Regions from separate parts of the Sus scrofa genome. Here region 2 is linked to region 1. Evidence: chromatin contacts called from public targeted proximity ligation data. All regions are on one chromosome and are shown on one strand. The core of a region is the stretch at or near the end of the contact, and the rest is flanking DNA. Distances in the headings are between cores, read along the strand shown.

Region 1 (3,842 bases), core at 706-3,205:
GTAGGCTGGCAGCTACACCTCCAATTTGACCCCTAGCCTGGAAACTTCCAGATAGTTGATTGACAGTGTTGTTGTACCAATATCTTCTGTACAGCCAGGTGACTCATGCATGTATATACATTCCCTTTCTTATATTATTTTCCATCATGGTCTGTCTCAAGATTCTCTCCTTTCTTAGCATATCAGTTGTACTTACATTTTTACTTTTTTAAGTGGTTGCCTTAGAGTTTGCAATATACACTTACAGGAAATCCAAGTCCACTTTTAAATAACATGGATCACTTCAGCATGTGAGCACCTTTTAAGAACAAGACAGTCCTGATCCCTCCCTCCCATTATTTGTATTGTGACTGTCATTCATCTCACACATAAACACACATAATCAAATACGTTGTTGCTACTCTTATTATGAACAAGCTATTATGTACTAAGTCAATTAAGAATTAAAGTAAAAGTCTTTATTTTTATTTTCAGTTATTCCTTTCTCAGTGTTCTTCCTTTCTTTGTGTAGGTCCGAGTTTCTGACCTATATCATTCTCCTTCTCTCTAAAGAACTTCTTTTACCACTTCTTCCAAGGCAGGTTTACTGGCAACAAGTTGCCCCAATATTTGTTTGAGAAAGTGTTTATTCACAGAGTACAGAATTCTAGGTGTTTTTTTTTTTTTTTTCCTCTCTCAAAACTAAATATTTCACTCCGCTCTTCTTGTTTGCATGATTTCTTAGAAGTCAGATGTAGTTCCTGTCTTTGTTCCTCTATAGTTGAGGGTGTTTCCACCACTCCCCTGCCCCCACCCCAGCTTCTTTCAGGGTTTTTTCTTTATTGTTCATCTTCTACGTTTGAAACTGACATGGATGGGTGTAGGTTTTTTGGCATTTATTCCTTCTTGGTGTTCTCTGAACTTCCTGGATCTGTGGTTTGGTGTCTGACATTAATTTGAGTGAATATGGAGATGAAAGTGATGACAGGAGGCCCTGGTGGGCTATCACACAGGCAGATGGAAGTGTGGGCCTGGCATGTGAGTCAGCATCTGCTCTGCAGATTCATGTCTCAGGCACCAAGTGTCAGCCCTGCATGTCCAAGGCAAAACCCTTTTATCCAGCAGAGTAGTGCATTCAGGCTATTCAAGAATGTGAAGACAGGCTGGGGCAACTCCCTAAACTTTCAGTTGACGTTGCAGTAACATCATATGTGAAAAGACTGATTTAGGTCAAAACTTGTGGTACTGTGAAATAATCCAGGCACTATGTTTTATTCTTGGCCATGTTCATTTAGCCACATCTAGCAAAGATGGAGTAGAAGAACAGTGGTGGATGCTGTGCCCCCAGGCATGTGGTCTGAACTAGGCTAAGGACCCTCTGAGCCCCACAAGAGCATATGTGAGATGAAGAATGGAAAAAATCACCACAGTCCCATCTAGCACTAAAAGTCTGGAATATTTTAGCTGAGTAAAGAATTTAAATGGTGATCATTTCTTTATCAGATGATCGCTTCCTCTGAGAATGCAAGTCAGTGAGAAATTACCTTAAGAATTTAGCGTATCTGATAAGGCATTAATTTACCTCAGATTTAATGATACACTTTCATAACAAAAGCCTAAGTACTTAAAGTGTGTATGTGTGTGTAAGAAATTGCTCAAAGTACTCTAGCTCTGCTTTCAAAAATTTCTCTGCACCCCCCCTCCCCATTTGTGAGAGAGTGCAATCCAAGACCACTGGGAAAAGTGGCCCCGCGCATTGATAGATCATGTGGTTCCTCCACCACCACCACCCCTCGCCTGCTCCTCCCGGACATACACTGGCCCTGCACACACTGTTCAGTAAACAACAGAGAGCCAAGCCTAGCCAGTTCATTCACAGAGTATTTGGAAAGGCTTGTCTATGCAGTCTTGACGGGCTGGCTGAAGTGGAGTGAGAGGGAGCCTTCATGTTTTCATTAGTTCTTTTTATAGCATCGAACCAGCTGTAGCTGGTTAGCGCTGGCCTGGGCTACCATTAGTGTGCAGGTCTCTTACGCAGGATAAAGGGCTTCTGATGGAAACAGATTTTGTTACTCATACCACCGACTGTGTTTATATGAACTCACCCAGTCTGTCATGAGATGTGATTTAGAATAGCTCTGTTAAAACACAGGAACTCCCTGGGTGCTCTTCCTATCATCCTTGAAAACAAAAAATATGTATAGCTTTCTCTGTTAAAGTAGCTGTCCTTCACAGATCATGCTTCCTTGCATGCTGCTTTTGAAAAGAGCTAGGATGTTTTCCCATCGGTGTCATAAAAATTGGATGGAAAAGTTGTTTTTTCTCTAGCCACAGCAAGGAATTATCATCTTATGGGGGGAGAATAACTTTCCCAACCATTCTGGATATGTTAAACAGAACTGTTTGTATTGCTCTAGCTCTTCATGGGATAAACTCTGACTGAAGGCAAAATTTAACTTTTTGGAGATCATTAATAGCTAGATGGAAATAGCTAAATGGAAAATGAAAAACATTTTGAATGGAGAGTGTTCATTGGATTCTTGTGTGGCTTGTTTTGGGGATTAAAGGATAAACCAATTTAGCCAATATTCCAAAGTAGCCAAGAATCCGTGGGCCTTAGCTACTTCCTGGATCAGTCTCACCAGAAATTAGAAAATATATTCTCCTTTTAAACCTAATTTATTTGCAGAAGTGAACTTAGGCGTTTGAAGTGATGAAGTCATGCAGACACGGGTTGGGATTCCCAGCAGCTGTGCGACGAGACACAGCCACCTCTCCCAAGATCCAGAGCTGCCCTGGGTTCCTCCTGACGCTTTCTTTTCCCCCAGAATAGGGGCCAACAGTCTCAGAGATTTAGGGATTACATTTGTTAGGATGGAGACAGGGGCTGGACTGTCGTCCACTGCACGGGGTTGTTTTGGGGATTAAACGAGGAGGCAAGGTGAGGTGCCTAGCTCACAGTGGGGCTTCATTTTGTTCTCATCGTACAGAACAGGGTTGGCAAGCATTGACTTGTAGGCCATGCCCATTACTGGCCTCAGCCTTTGTGTCATGAGAGCAGCGCTGGACAGGAGTGTGTGAGGAGATGCGCTGGTCCCAATAAAACTTTATTTATAAAGACAGGTGGCAGGAAGAATTTGGCTCACAGGCCATAGTTTGCCACCCCATGAAGAATACAAAGAGGTAAATCTCTTTAGTCTTGAATTTCCTTTAAATAATAAAAGAGAGGAGTTCCTGTCATGGTGCCGTGGTTAATGAATCCGGCTAGGAACCATGAGGTTGCCGGTTCAGTCCCTTGCTCAGTGGGTTAAGGATCCGGCGTTGCCGTGAGCTGTGATGTAGGCTGCAGACACGGCTCGGATCCCACATTGCTGTGGCTCTGGCATAGACCCCTAGCCTGGGAAACTCCATATGCCGCGGAAGCGGCCCAAGAAATGGAAGAAAGACAAAAAAATAATAATAATAAAATAAAAGAGAATTTTCAGCTGGTGTTTAATGTAATTGTTAACTTCCCACACTGCTCATCAGAATAACACTTGGAGGTATAGGTATATGTTTATGTATTGTTGAACTATATACTGAAAAGAAAGTGTAAAATTAAAGTGCCTAATATATTAATTTTCAGGTAAAATAGTTTACATGTGGTAAAATGTGACTTCAGAAATGTTGGCATTTCTCTGCATGCTTGATCTCTCAAATATGTTGAATTGCAAAATGACACAGGTAGCACAGCAAATTTATGAGCAAAAGTAAGGTAAAAAAAATCAAACCTTTATACCAGCATTTATGATTTACAAGTGAGAGAATGAACATTGGGGAAAATAGAAAGCAAAATGAAAAAATATAAATAAAACTATGTTGAA
Region 2 (3,593 bases), core at 171-2,670, 180 kb before region 1:
TCCTGACATTTACAACTCTTCTTTTAATTGAAGTTGCCATTATCTTTATATTCATGTATGTTTTGTAAGCACTGCCTTCATAGATAGGTATATAGTCATAGACACACATACCCTCAAAGGTCATCTCTGTCATTTTGTGTAGGTGGGATAGTTTCTCAAGGATTATCAGGTGATCTTTACATAGAATTTTCATAATTTTTATGCCAAGGTGTAAATTGTTGAAGTGCTTTATGTAATACTGTGGAACACCATAAGAAAGTATATATCCTTCTAGAAAATGATGTATAATATAAATGATATTTTACATAACATTAATAAAATGAACAGACTTTTTATTTGTTGGTTAAGTGTCTTAGAAATACACAATAGAGATGACTTTAATTATAGCAAAATTGTAAGCCTAGACCTATTTGTAGACTCAGTTTTGGTCCATATATCCTTAGTTATCAGTTGGTGTTAAGAACGACATCACTTTACTTACCTCTTACTCGTTCTAACTAGATTAGTTTTAACATTCATGTGAGCAAATCGTAATTGAATGAAAAAAGCTTTTATTTGAAGGTAAACCATATATATTTAAATTCTTTTCCTTTGACCTCCTTGTTAATATTACTTAAAACTTATCTTAAACATAACTTGAAATAATTATGAACAGATGACTATACTTTTGAAGGGGTAAGTTTTAAAGTATAATTTTAAAAGAATCCTTAACATTTTACTGTGTTGAGAACAATCCTTTGACTATGTGGTTCGGTCTTTTTCTGGAGTCTAGGCACAACAGTGTCAGTATCAGAGTTAGAGGCTTTATATGCCTGTTTGCTTTGACCTAGACATTGAATATGTGCTGATATGAGAAATCTGAAAAAGAATTAAGGCTAAGTAAAGAATTAAGACTAAAACTTAAAGGGTTTAAGGGTGAGTAAACAAACATCTGTCGTTTCGTTGTCAATTTCTGCCGGTGTAGACTGCAGAATATTTGTTGTTTGAATCTTGTTCACTCTGAGCACTCTAGGACTTGTGTGGGTTTCCCCCAGAGTAGGAAGGATTGTAAATGCAGTAGTTCATGAGGATGAGCTACCCTAGTGTTATACCAAGGATGGCATTTCTGGAGTGGGAGAAGAGGATGGCAAAAACTAAGAGAAAAGACTAGTGTCTTTTTTTTCTCGAAGAAAGTAAATAGACTCTGCTAAATTGTGTTTTCCTTGCCTTCTCATTTGCATCTTAGCTTTGTGGATAAGTTAACGTAACCTGTATGAGAATGACATAACTTTACTACCTCTTGCCTGTTCTAACTGCATTGCGTGAGAGGACTAATCTATGGCCCACATTTTTCTCCAGGGCTCTCTGCGGAAGTGAGTCAATACATTGTTTCTGGCTTTACTTGCTGTCCCTCCCTACCATGCCAGTGCAGGGCACATTGGAATTTTCCAGGTATATCCTTAGAGGAGGAGGTACAGGGGAGGGCCAGAGCAGGGAATCACAGTGCTGGGGACCGGGGAAGGGGGATTTTCTTGATTGTTCCAGGAAGTATTGAAAGTGAACCAGATGGAGTAGGAGTAAAAAAATTACCTGATTTAAAAATATACCAAACAGTGAAAAGTCCTTATATAAAGTATCTTTTATCATCATATTTAAAAAACTTATTTAAAATGAAAGCTGAGATTCTTTTTAGCATGAATTTCAACACCTTTTCTTGTGCTTGTGCCAAGAACACAGTGTTCTGTTAAGTCATTCAGTGACGAAGATTTCTGGCTTGCTGCCACCCAGGGTCAAGTTCATTCAGATGAGTTTCAGTGTAGGTTCTGAACTGAGTGAGAAACACTCCTCTTGTCTTGTCATGTTAGGTGGGTCTGGAGAATTAATTGTTTTAAATAAGATTATTAATACTTTTGTCTTTCAAGAATATAGTTTTTATGGCTTCATATACAAACATTGCTTTTGATGTCACCTTGCCTGCTTGTTGACTCTCCACGCCTGAATTGGTAAAATTTCACTGCTCTCTGAACCATGCCAGAGGAGAATCTAGTAGGCACTACATGCACTCTGGTGTTATGTGCTGTATTGCTTTATACCACTGAAGAAAACACACAGTAGTCAGAAAGTGCTTCTCTCAGTCACATATGCAAATTAAAGCTAGAAAAGATCAATTAGAAGTAAGAAAAAGACTGTCAAGATATATCCATCTTTAAGGCTTTTATTCATCCTTTCATGCGTTGGAATGAATGGTTCTTTCTTAGGGTCTTGGTTTTTTCCTCACTTACCATCTTTGTTTTCCAGTTACAGAAATGTATTGCCTCTGTTGTATTAAAAATGCAGTAAGTAAAAAAAAAAAAAAAATGCAGTAAGTATGCATAAAGCTAAAGGTTGGATCAGTTTTGCCTGAAAATTATACATGTGTAAATAAATTTTTCTAAAAATACTAAATTTGCATATATGTAAATGAGCAACCATATCTTATAGCTCACTAGTTATAAGGTAAGATATGTTTTTCCCTATTCATTGCAGAAGATAACATTTTTCCCTATTCATTGCAGTGTTTAAGCTGATTAAGTTTGTGTTGATACTGATAAAAGTTTTAAAGAAGGCTTGTATTGGTGTCTGTATTAATATGTGATTTTTTTTGGCTAAAGTCCAGTAATATTTCTTTTTTTGTGATCAATCACTGTCTTATTCATTAATGCCTTTCTGGAATTTGATGCCTTGTCCTCAGCTGCTCACCAAGTACTAACAGCCTGGTCAGTTAATGGGTAACGGTCATGTTACAGGTCAGACTTGTGATGATGGGTATTTAGGTCTGGGAATCTATTTCATATCATAAAAAATAATCAAATGAAGCAAATAAGTCACAAAAGTGCTTTTATAGACTTAATATTAAGGATTTAAAACCAAACATGTTATCAAAAGCTATAATATAAACATTTCTTTGGGGTATTTTTCTGCATGGGTTATTTTGGCTGGGCTTTCAATAAAGCTTGAACAGAAGAAATTTTTTTCCCATCAAATCTTGGCAAAAATACTAATTTATCACTTTACCAAGGACCTTTGAATGATATTAAGGTTTTTTTTTTTTTTTTTTTTTTTGAGGTTCCCAGGCTAGGATTCTCATCGGAGCTACAGCTGCCGGCCTACGCCACAGCAACGCTGGATCCAAGCCACATCTGTGACCTATACCACAGCTCACGGCAATGCCAGATCCTTAACCCACTGAGCAAGGCCAGGGATGGAACCCGCAACCTCATGGTTTCTAGTCGGATTCATTTCTGCTGTGCCTGGATGGGAACTCCAATATTAAGTATTTTTAAAGTAGATTGGATATATGTAAATTTCTCAGAATGCCTTATATTGTTAAATGTTGAAAGGAATATACTGCTTACTTCCCCTTCTGCTCAAGAGGCATGCTGTAGTGTTAGTTGAAAGTTAAGGTTTGGGAATTACACCACCATAGCATTCTTCCTGCTTCCATTGTGCCCTTTGTCGTAGCTCCCAATAGTCATTGCCTTATCTGCCTTTCTCCCCAACTAGAATGAAGTTTCTTAAGGGCCAGGGTCTTCGTGAATGAGGACATTTGCTTAAGTCAGACTTCTTTCCTTTCT

What was found.
Region 2: a contact with region 1 is called in a targeted proximity ligation map of alveolar macrophages. A contact is called at or near these places in 7 of 47 Hi-C or Micro-C datasets (embryonic fibroblasts, fetal skeletal muscle, liver and 2 more) and 2 of 2 datasets of targeted methods (alveolar macrophages and skeletal muscle).

Annotation. Positions count from the first base shown.
Region 1 is chr4:79,959,089-79,962,930 of Sscrofa11.1, reverse strand. All of the region lies in intron 10 of SPIDR (DNA repair-scaffolding protein), which reads left to right. Among named protein-coding and RNA genes, the nearest start is that of CEBPD, 88 kb to the right of the region's middle.
Region 2 is chr4:80,141,873-80,145,465 of Sscrofa11.1, reverse strand. The region is part of intron 5 of SPIDR (DNA repair-scaffolding protein); the gene reads left to right. Among named protein-coding and RNA genes, the nearest start is that of SPIDR, 47 kb to the left of the region's middle.